2 separate regions of the Danio rerio genome follow, and region 2 is linked to region 1. The links are chromatin contacts, called in public HiChIP or PLAC-seq maps. All regions are on one chromosome and are shown on one strand. Each heading gives the region's core, a stretch centred on a gene start, on an enhancer-like site or on the middle of the called end of the contact. The rest is flanking DNA. Distances are from core to core; before and after follow the strand shown. Region 1 holds the start of krt5 (keratin 5). Region 2 holds the start of eif4ba (eukaryotic translation initiation factor 4Ba).

What was found. HiChIP or PLAC-seq counts read pairs in DNA pulled down with a chosen protein or histone mark.
Region 2: a contact with region 1 is called in an H3K4me3 HiChIP or PLAC-seq map of gastrula embryo, with 4 times the contacts expected there. The contact joins the promoter of eif4ba here to the promoter of krt5 in region 1. A contact is called at or near these places in 1 of 18 Hi-C or Micro-C datasets (caudal fin) and 1 of 4 datasets of contacts at active chromatin or transcription factors (gastrula embryo).

The regions. Positions count from the first base shown.
Region 1 is chr23:10,294,824-10,300,609 of GRCz12tu, forward strand. It overlaps krt5 (keratin 5), which reads right to left and starts at 2,667. Exons shown (of 9, transcript NM_131156.2): 1 at 2,076-2,667; 2 at 757-965; 3 at 592-652; 4 at 396-491; 5 at 138-302; 6 at 1-48. The coding sequence starts at 2,579.
Region 2 is chr23:10,513,621-10,519,616 of GRCz12tu, forward strand. eif4ba (eukaryotic translation initiation factor 4Ba) reads left to right here and starts at 2,451. Exons shown (of 15, transcript NM_001099237.2): 1 at 2,451-2,518. The coding sequence starts at 2,506.

The DNA.
Region 1 (5,786 bases), core at 1,417-3,916:
ACGAAGGTCATCTCCGTATTTGCCAGCAGAGGACTGCATCTCCTCAAACTAGTTGAAAAGAGAGACAGTGTCATTAAAACCTGTCAGTTAAGTACATTTAAAGCAATGTTGGTTTGGTGTTTGAAAGTCTTGCTCACCTTCTGTTTGTACCAGGACTCGGCCTCAGCACGGCTGCGGTTGGCGATGTCTTCATACTGAGCGCGTACTTCAGCAACAATGGCATCCATGTCCAGGTTGCGGCTGTTGTCCATTTCCACAACGACTGATGTGTCTTTGATCTGTGACTGGAGTTCACGCAGCTCCTAAAACGGCAAGGTGAAGGAATATGGCATTGAGATACAGCTGACAACAAAAAATTCCATGTCAGTGGTAATATAGCGCCATCAAACTCTCACCTCCTCAAAGATGGCCCTAAGGAAGTTGATTTCATCTTGAAGGGAGTCAACCTTGGCCTCAAGCTCAACCTTGTTCATGTAGGCAGCATCAACATCCTATGAAGGCATGCACAGACCTCAGTAACAGACTCATTTGACTAAAGTGAAAGTAATAACTATTTTAAATAAAAATCAACACAGCAGATGAAGGTTTTACCTTCTTCAGCAGGACAAATTCATTTTCCACTGCGGCACGCTTGTTGATTTCATCTTCATATCTGCGAAGAAAAGTTTTCCATTTTAGCAAAATGCTTGTCAAATTATACCACCAACACATAATGTAGCTCATAGCCTCTAAACATGTTCTAGCACAGCTGCTTACTTGTTCTTGAAGTCCTCCACCAAGTTCTGCATGTTCTTCAGCTCTCCTTCTAGCTTCATCTTCTCATTGCCAAGTCCGTCAAGCTGTCTGCGCAGGTTGGCGATGTAGGCCTCGAACATGGCATCGATGTTGGATCGGGTAGTGGTCTGTTCTTGCAATAAACTCCATTTTGTCTCGAGTACTTTGTTCTGCTGTTCCAGGAAGCGCACCTGTGTTGGAGATAAAAAGATGGAGGATTTGAATAAATTGTTGAGTTAGCAAAATAAGGTATGAGGGATCTTTGATAATCAACAAGATGTATCTTCCACAGTAATTATCAATCACACCTCTCAAGATGACACACCTATGATGGATGTCTCTATAAAATTGATTAGCTTATGTGTCATGCCTGGTTGGCTAGTACTCCTGTGATGGAATAACTGTCCTTTTAACATGGGCACACCCTGTTAATGAAACGCAAACCTCAAATGACACCACACAACATGTTCAGACTCTTCAAGCTTCAATTTATGCTCCCAAAACAATGTTTCCCTCCTGGCATAAAGGCGAGGCTCCTAGGAGAACTGTGCCAAGTGGCAGGCCTAAACAGAGATGAAATGGCACACCTTACCCTCAGGGTGCTAACTGTACCCGCCCTTTGCAAAGTTATTTTGTGCACAACCACAAAATGACTTTGAACTTGCAGGACTCACATTGAAAAAACAAAGCATCAATGACATCAGTGGGGATATATGAGCTGTATCATTGCTGATCATATCTCTTGTCAGAATCACAGAACTGGATATAAATCTAAGGGGGTGGGGGGGGGCAAAATTTACTAGGTGTGGTTACATTGAGAATTCCCCAAAGATGTCAAAGAATACAAACAGGAAACTAGCTTTGTGTAGGTAATTACTGAAGTGATTTTTAGGACATACATGAAGTCAATCGAACATCTAGGGCTATTGCATTAAGTAAATTATTAAGAATATGCTCTCTCTCACACACACATGCACACACCATACTTCACTGCTACCATAGGGATAGTTGGCAAACTTGATCCATGCCCTTATTTGGAATGGCCCAGTCATTGGATCTTACCTGGCTTGGGTTTCCAAACTCAACCTCGCTGCCTTAGAACAATTGCATACTAAGAAAACAACATGAGCCTACGCTAAGATGTAGACTGCTTGACTGATGTTTAGTGTTAATAAAGGAAATGATGGCATATGCAATGCCTGCCGATCGTATCTTGCAATGTGAGATTTCTGTGTGCGCTAGTGACCGGAAAAGTCACAATTGTATTGTGGAGCTGTAGATGTTTGAAAAGAAAAACTAACCTTGTCAATGAAGGAAGCAAAGCGGTTGTTGAGGGTCTTGATCTGCTCTTTCTCCTGGGTGCGGACAACTTGGATGTTGGGGTCGATCTCTAGGTTCAGTGGGGCTAGAAGGTTCTGGTTGACTGTGACAGCTGTGATGGGTACCACACCGCCTGGTCCAAACCCTCCACCAAATCCTGCTCCACCCCCGTACGCTGATCCACCACCAAATCCTGCTCCACCGCCGAATCCTCCACCACTGCCGAATCCTCCTCCAAAGCCACTGCCACCGCCACCGCCACCGCCACCCATGCTGTAGCTGAAGCTTCCTCCAGATCCTGCTCCAAAGCCGCCGCCGCCGCCACCACCACCAGAGCGACGGAAGGACACTGAGCTCCTGCTGCCCATTGGTACTGCGCTGGTTGACATGCTAGAAAAATTCTTCCTAATTCCGCCACCCATGCCACCGCCCATGCCGCCGCTCATGCTTCCACTACTGGTGAAGGTTTTGAAGGAAGTAGACATGGCTTCTGTCGTCTACGAGGGGGTGAGGATCAGAAAAAGAGCAGGATGAGACAGAGATCTGGAGCAGGAGAGCTCACTAAGAGGAAAGTAAAATCCCTCTGAGTGCCCTCTTCAAGCAGTGCAGTGGCTTTTATACCTCTTACCTCATGGGAGGGGCTCACCTGGCCAATCCCCTTTCTGCCTCAGGCTTCTGTCCTGCCTTTTCCCCTGTCCAAGTGATACACACGCCCATCTTGCTGGGCTGGTATGGGAGTATGTTCAGCATTGGAGGCCAGGCCACACCCTGCCTTAGATGCACATGCATACTCACGTAATAAAACAGAGCTATTAAGAGAGAAACAGAGTAGAAAAACAAGGTTAAACTCCACACACCCTTGTATGTACTACGACTCAGAATATACAAGTTCTCTGTAATTTAAAGCCCCTCTTATTTACATAACCAGATGGCATTCTCCAAATGCAAACCATACAACTCCATGAATATTTTATGATTCATGCAGGTATGGGGCCCTCAGTTTGCTTTAAGTGCAATGCAGGAGTATTAAATAGGGGAATATTTGATGAAGGGCTTGAATGTTGAGACTTGGCGCTCATCCTGGAAGCCATAGTGACCCACAGGCTTCTCTTTCCAGTCAAACAATCAAGCTTCTGTTCTCTCACTTCAATGGCTCTGTCACGGACACTGCTTCACCACCTTGTTCTGTGGTTCCCAGAGGGCTGACGCAGTTGCATGCAAAGTAGATTTTTATTATCTTATTAAAACACACTGTGCAAACGTGAATGTGTACAGCATAGTTTTCATTATCGTGTGAGATTTGAATTTTATAAGGTGAGTGTCAGAGCTCACAGCAGTGTGCAATGGCTGCAAGAGCAGTGTGGTTATTTTTGTACCTGTCCTTAGGTGGCATTATTTAGCAACGCGTGCTGCTTTTGTTAGCATGTCACTATCACCCGTATCATGTTTAAATGATTTCGAACTGGAGTCTTGCTTCTAAAGTGGACAGATCTGAGTCTGCTTTCAGCCTTGTAAATGTTCATCAGACCAAGTACAGCAGGAAGAGATTCTGTCTGGTTTGTTTACTTTAGAGCATTAGCATATTAGCAGGGAAGCAAAAGGAAAATAAGGCATATTTCTCTGTAAAAATTTAGGAGGGGTCGCACTTTTAACAAACATTGCTTATGTGGTATTTTGGCCATCTGTGCAGTTTTTTTTTTCTTAAACGGGTTTAGCCCATTGTTAATCTGTTGGTCAAAACAGCGACACTATCAGATGTTGGGGTTGATGAGTTCCACCCAAGTATTTCCCCTTAATTCATGCAATGCAACCAATCGAGTAGTACAAGTTACAAAATGTAGATTAGGTTGTGAGATAAAAGAGGTCTTGAAGACCCAGAAACCATGTATGTGATTAAAAAAACAGGTAAGTGTAACATGTGCAGGTTGATCACGTGAAACTGGTTTGAAATTTACCTTGCGTGTTTGCTTTGCTAATGATCAAACTCATTAAATATTTGAAATGCTTTCATGGTTGTAAACATTTCCCTTGCAGAACCATCTGTTAAAGTTTTGGAGACATTAGGACATTTTGTCTCTTCTGTTCATCCAGGTTTTTATTATATCTGTGATTAGGCTATTATTATATCAAATATAAAATAAAAATAGGCACTGTTGATTTGCTGCACAGTTAAAATATCTATGAATAGATTGTTCACAAACAGTAGTTATTAGAACTGAAATGTTTAATAACATTTTTAATGACTTTTACTGTCGATTTTTAATGTTCCTGACAGTCAAACATTTTTTGTGAGCGTTTACATAAAAAATACAGTTTGAAGTAGCACAACTCATACAATAAAAAGGGATTTTTGAGCATCAGACCACCATATTTAAATGACTTTTACAGTATCATGACATTTAAAACTACAATGCTAAAAATTTAGCGTTGCCATCATAAGAATAAATTATATTTTGAACTATATTTACATATAATGTTTTTGGAAGTATAAAGGTTGTATTGTAATTTTGATCTAGTAAATTCAGTATTGGGGACCAAGGCACTTAAATAAGTAAATAAACTCTTGGGGCCCTATCATACACCCGGCGCAAGGCGCGACGCAATTGTAGTTTTAGCTCAGTGCAACAGTCATTTTGACGTTTTGCACCACGCTATTTAAATAGCAAATGCATTAGCGCTCATACAGTATGTGTGCTAATAGACGTTTTGGTCTAAAAAAGGAGGCGTGTTGAGGCACATTGCTGGCGCGTTGCTATTTTGAGGAACTACAATAGACTGTTCGAACAAAGCTGAAACAAAGAACAAAGCCGGTCCAGCGCAGAGTGCGTTAGTTGTGCGCCTCGCTTACACACTGCTTAATACACACAGGATGTACAGCAATACGCAAATATCTTTACAAATTGAAAAGAATTAAAATATTAAGGATATATGATATAATAAGGATATATATAGGATATAAATATAAAGGATTAAAATATTACAAAACATTATTTTCTAGCCTACTTAAAAATAAAAAACATAATTTCATGCCTTTTTCATCTCGGGGGGCTTTTTCACTTCATTCATAACAATTAGCTTTTGTATAATGTTGTTATTATTAGCATTATTATTATTTATTATATGCATATTATATTTGCTTTATTAAAAACAAGCATAGATTTGCCCACTTGTGAGGTTTTAGACCATATGGGGCACAGCATTTGTGTTTAGATATAACTCATATAATTGACCACACTTCATTATTATTGTTCATTTCTTCGTTTGCTGGAAATTAGAACTAAATTTAGAAATAGTTTTGAAACAAATCTTTGCGCTTAACAAACTAATTATTTATAGGCTAATGGATGTGCGTACAAGTCCACGAGAGTGAAAGTAAATAATGAGGAGGCTCATCTCTCATTCTTGCGCTGTAGATCCTCTGTTTAACTGTTTTCTTGCTAGTGAAATGCTCAGTTTTTCCACTTAAAAAGTCCGTTGTGTAAATAGCAAATGCGATGTATTTGAAGAGAATACGACTCTTGAAGAGAATGGGAGATACGACTCTGATTGTTTTTTTTCTCAAAACACACAAATAACTCATTAAGAAAATAAGCTCCACCCTTTTAGACCGGATAAAGTGGATTTTTCTGTCCTTAAAATAGTAAAAGTGGATTCTGTCAGGCCCTTAATGCTTTTGTGCCCTGCGCTTTGCA
Region 2 (5,996 bases), core at 1,201-3,700, 220 kb after region 1:
TTGTATGCTGTGAGCTGACGCTATTTATTTACGTTTTTAAATAGGTTCAGCATCCAGAATAAGCAGAAGATTAAAAAGAAATGACCTGCAGTGAGAGTTCTTGACTTGTGAACACTCAATGCTGGGAAGGACACATAATCAATATTGAACATAAATAAATATTCATTCTCTTTTCGCCTTAGTCCCTTTATTAATCAGGGGTCGCCACAGCAGAATGAACCACCAACTTATCCAGCATATGTCATTATGCACAGGATGCCCTTCCAGCTGCAACCCAGCACTGGGAAACACCCACACACTCACAGCCAATTTAGCTCATTCAGTTTACCTACCCTGCTGAAAAATCCAGGCTGGTTGGCTGGTTTTAGCTGGTTGACCAGCCTGGTTTTAGAGGGGTTTTGGCCATTTCCAGGCTGGTTTCCAGCCATTTCCAGCCTGGTCTTAGCTGGTCAGGCTGGAAAATGACCAGCCAAATCCAGCTAAAACCAGTTTGACCAGCCTGGTTTAAGCTGGATATAGCTGGTTTTGGCTGGACTCCCAGCTTGGCTAGGCTGTTCAAGCTGGTTTTAGCTGGTTATTTCCCACCCTGACCAGCTATGACCAGGCTGGAAATGGCTGGAAACGAGCCTGGAAGTGGCCAAAACCTCTCTAAAACCAGCCTGGTCGAACAGCTAAAACCATCAACCAGCCTAGGCAGGTTTAAGCTGGATTTTTCAGCAGGGATACTGCATGTCTTTGAACTGTGGGGAAAATGCCAACTGACTCAACCGTGGCTACCCACTGTGCCACCATGTCGCCTAGTAAATAAATAGATAAAATATTTAATTTAAAATTACTGTTATTCTGAATGTTCTATTCAACATAGTTCTGAAAAATAAAAGTATCACAGTTTTTTTAAAACGTGAAGAAGAAAAAACATAAATTGATAATTGTGTAGCAGCACATACAGTATTGATCATTGTAGCATGCAATTATTAGAATGATTTCTAAGATAAGATACATATTAAATGTTTAATGACTGTCTGACAATAATTCTGTTTTTAGATATTTACTTATAAAAATTGTTTTATTTAGCTTTCTGAAGTGGCACAAAAAAAAGTCCACCAAAATTCGTTTTCACTTTGAAATTGTTTTAACTTTAGATTCATTTATTGCTGTCTTATTGAAATTATTTAAATGATTATACATTTTACCATACTACAAATGACCTGTCGTTTATTTTAAGAAGCAATCAAGTTGCGTTTAAGTAGCATTCTAATTATGGTTGGCTGTGTATTGTTTGGTAGATTTATTCATATTCAATTCTGCCAAAAAGAATCTGTCAAACCATTCATTCATTCATTCATTCATTCATTCATTCATTCATTCATTCATTCATTCATTCATTCATTCATTCATTCATTCATTCATTTATTCATTCATTCTTTTTCTTTTCAACTTAGTCCCTTTATTAATCCGGGGTCACCACAGCGGAATGGACCACCAACTTGCAACGGATGCCCTTCCAGCTGCAACCCATCTCTGGTAAATATCAATTACAGTACATGCTCATTCACACTCATATGGACAATTTAGTCTACCCAATTCATCTGTATCGCATGTCTTTGGACTGTGGGGGAAACTGGAGCACCCAGAGGAAACCCACACGAATGTCTGTCAAACCATATTAAATGGACTATTAGACAGCTTCACAGACAATTCTTACAACAAAACAGATGACTTACATCACTTTAGGGTGTAAAAAGAAAGAAAAGAAAGAAAAGAAAATTTCTACTATCATTACACCCTTCACTTGTTCCAAATCTATTTGAATGTCTTCCTTGTGAACACAATAAAAGATATTTTGAAGATTGTTGGAAACTAGTTTTTAAGTGTTTAGAAAAAAAAAACACTTCAACTCATATGATCTAAATACATATTATTATATTATATTATATTATAATTTTACATCAGAATAATTTACTCTGTCTCAGTTACAGAAAGAACAGCAACAAAATTAAAAAAGATAATTAAATAAGTAATTAAAATAATAATAATAACAATGTGATGAACACAAAAGCAAGTTTAAGTTTATATCAGAACACCATTGTTACTGATTTAGTACTTTTAGATTGAAGCAAAATCTTTTCACTTTCAAAATAATATATAAAGCATCCCAATAAAACTTGTTAACCTTATCTTTGACAGAAAATGAGTTTTTTTTCTTAACAAAGATTAGGCAGGATATATTTTAACCAAGTGTGAAAGGCTAGAGTTTCTTGTTTCCAATTCCCCAGTTGGCTAAGCTATTTTTCAAAATATTTTTTGTAAGCCTGTAAAAGTTTGGAACCACTTGGTTGTGAGTAAATCTTTATTTTAGGTTAAACTTTTCATCTTTCTACACTTTTGACCACGTATACAGCATACATTACCCAAAATTCTAAATGCGCAGTGGTGTCTACGCGTCGACGTATCGCTGCAAGACACGCCCCCATCCGGGCATATGACACGCACTCCTTCTCCAGCATGGCGGCTTCAGGTGAGGATTTTATAGATTTGTGCATGGGCCGGTTGGAAAATTGCGGGTGTGACGCGTCATTAATGTCAGGCAAATTAATCCCAGTTGCAGATAAAGTATATCCGACATGACCCCGTCCGAGATGGAGGCGATTTAGCGCAGGGCACTGATTGTTAAAGCTTGATCTTGAGTTGTGAAGGGACGCTGCGCAGAAACTGCACCAGTAGCTGTACGTTCATGCACGAGAACATACGAGTCAGCTTATTTACTTTCTATTTAGACCTCACGGAAGCGATGTATACTTCTAATCGGCTCTCAGTTTTACTCTAGTCGCGTGTCAAACCGAAAATGAATCATAGCGAACATGTTCCGTGTCTGTGTGTCAGCTCTGTTGTTTTTATTCCACAGTAACGTTAACTGTTTTGTTTTTGACACATGAATGCACTGTTGCTTTGCCTTGTTTTCTAAAAGACAATAACGAAATAAACAATTGTCTGAAGCTTATGTACGAGTGAGTAGTTGTGTAAGCGCAGGCGCAGAGTTGAGGGAGGGGCTGCTGTAACTTCATACACTCATAAACACTTTCCCGCGTTTGTCTCAACAAATACACAGCCATGCATAAATAAATAATATTGGAGCACATTGGTTCCTATTCCTTGTATTAGTGCAATCGTAGTGCTCAATCAGTATTGATTTAAGCAATTGCTACGCTGCACTCATTGATCTGCACTGTCCCATGGCAAACGCTCAGCATAACACTCGATCTTCTGCACTGGCCCGGGACAAGCGATTGTTTTTATTGCCACTCTGCTCTTTCTATTGTTTCTATCTCTGATTTCATCTAATTTGTTAGCTAAATTACACATTTGTTTATGAATATGTATCTAAGTGTAATGTTGTCTTTATTCTTTTATTTTTATTTATCATTTCCCTTTTCATTGTTATCTAACATATTCAGATTTATATTTTGGTATTTTTTTACATTAAGTAAATGCAGTTTTTTAAAATTTATTTTCATAGTATTTTAAGAAAAAATATTATTATATTATTTCTCTATTTTATTTGTTTTCCAATTTTGTTTATTATTATTATTTACCCTTTTGGGTTTGCCTATATCGACAGGATTTATCGATTTTGTAAAGTAATTTTTTGCTTTGTTGTGTGGGTGTAAATGTGATTTTAATTATTGTTTTTTATTGAATATATTAATTTTATATTGACATTTGTATTGTCAAATTAGTACAATTATTATTATTTATTTATTAAATTTCTTCTTTTTTAAAGCTACATGGTTCGTTCATACAAAAATTGAATATTTATGCTCCGGAAACTTCCAAAAGGTTTTAATCAAGCTGTTTTTTGAGGTGAAATATACATTTAAATGTAAAATTTAAAGAGAGAACGAGAGAACATTATTATTATTATTTTCATTATTCCTCATCTCTTTGTAAATGACTTGACCTCTGCACTGTCCCGGGACAAGCGATTGTTTTCATTGCTGTTCTATTCTTACTGTTGTTTCTGTTCCTGATTTCAACTTTAACTCATTTGTTAACCAAATTACACCTCTCTTTATGAATATGTATCTTACTGCATTGTTGTCTTTATTCTTTATTTTTAAGTTATCATTCTCTTTTATTATTATCTGCCATATTCTGATTTATTTTGTAATAATATTTTATTTGATGTAAATGGAAAAAGTCATTTTTATTTTTATTTATTTTCATAATATATTTAAAACTTATGTATAATATTTATAATTAAAAACTTTATTATTATGTTATTTTTTTATTTTATTTGTTGTCCAATTGTCATGTGGAAAAAGGAGGGGGGGGGGGGGGGGTTCAATCATTATTCCTCATCTCTTTGTTAGTCACTTGATCTTCTGCAATATCCCTGGACAAGCGATTGTTTTTATTGCTGCGCAACTTTTACTTTCATTTCTATCCCTGATTTCAACTTTAACTGATTTGTTTTAAATATTACACCTCTGTTTATGAATATGCATCTTAATGTATTGTTGTCTTTTATTTATTTATTTATTTATTTAGCATTGTCCTTTTTGTTATCTACCATATTGTGAGTTATAGTTTGGCATTTTTTTACTTTATGTAAAGTAATTTTTTCTCTCTATTTTCATAATACTTAAGGAAAAAAATATGATTATATTATTTCTCCTTTATTTGGTTTCCAATTTTCATTATATTTACCCTTTCAGGTTTGTCTGTATTGTCAGGATTTATTTATTTGGTAAAAAAAAAAAAACTTTGTGCATGTAAAAATTAATTTTAATTATTGTTTTATTATTAAATACATTTTTGACATTTTTATTGTCATTAAAATTTCATTTATTGTACATTTTTTTATTGATTATTTTATTTGTTTATTTTATTTATTTATTTATTTTTGTTTTTTAAGGCTACATGGTTAGATCATATAAAAAAATTATGCTCTGGAAACTTCTAACAAGGCATGGGCCTTGGATAGAATTATCACGGTTTCACTGTATCACCGAATTTTGATTACTGCTCTAAAATAAGTTCTTTTTAAATGTCTGGGTAAATACAACAACTTTTTTTGCCCTTTGAGCACAATAGATTTTATTTTAAGAAACATTTACAATATTTTGGAACAGCAGCTTTTGATGTGGAGCATCATTTTCTGCTGGAGATACTATTGCCCTAAAAAAACTAAATAAAATTGTCAGAAAAACATTTAAAAAAAAAAAACTGTAATAATACCGTAGAAATGGTATAACGAAAAACTCTTGACCTTTCCAAACCACGGTAAACCTTGAAACCGGTTATCGTCCCTTGCCTACTTCCAACAAGTTTTAATTATTAATTCTTATTCCTCATCTCTTTGTAATCAATATTGCCTTCTTTTAATTATCCTAAGTGATCTTTAAAGACTTATTTACTGTTCTGAAAGCCTATAAAAATATAGCACGGGTTTACACAATGCCATTAACTTAAACTTAAGCACATTATTTCCCTCTTTTATCTATCTTAACATATATAGAAAGTTAAATGGCTATTTATTTCACCCAATTATGCATCATTCCAGAACAAATACTGTCAGCAGCAATATTGATGAATCATCTGCACAGTTGTGGGACACATGCGTTGATATGGGACTCTTAGACACTGTGAGATCAAAATGCCATAAAAAAAATTGTAGTTCAAATAAGGCTGGGCGATATGGCCAAATGCAATCTCGATTAACATTTTTGTTTGATACATATTTCAATATCAGTTGTCAATGCTTCCACATTTAAAATAGTATCCCAACAATTCCCGACTGAAACCACAAACATTAGAGGGTCCATAAACAACCTATTTTTAGTGGGCAATAATATTTGGGGGCAGAAAATTTGGTGCATCTCTAATATCAACACACTTTTAGTTTCCCATTCTTGCACATTTCTGCTGTGTGATTGGCTCTTAGATAAATATAGAGTAAAAAAAGTCCAAAGCTTATCATTGTTAATGACATCAAT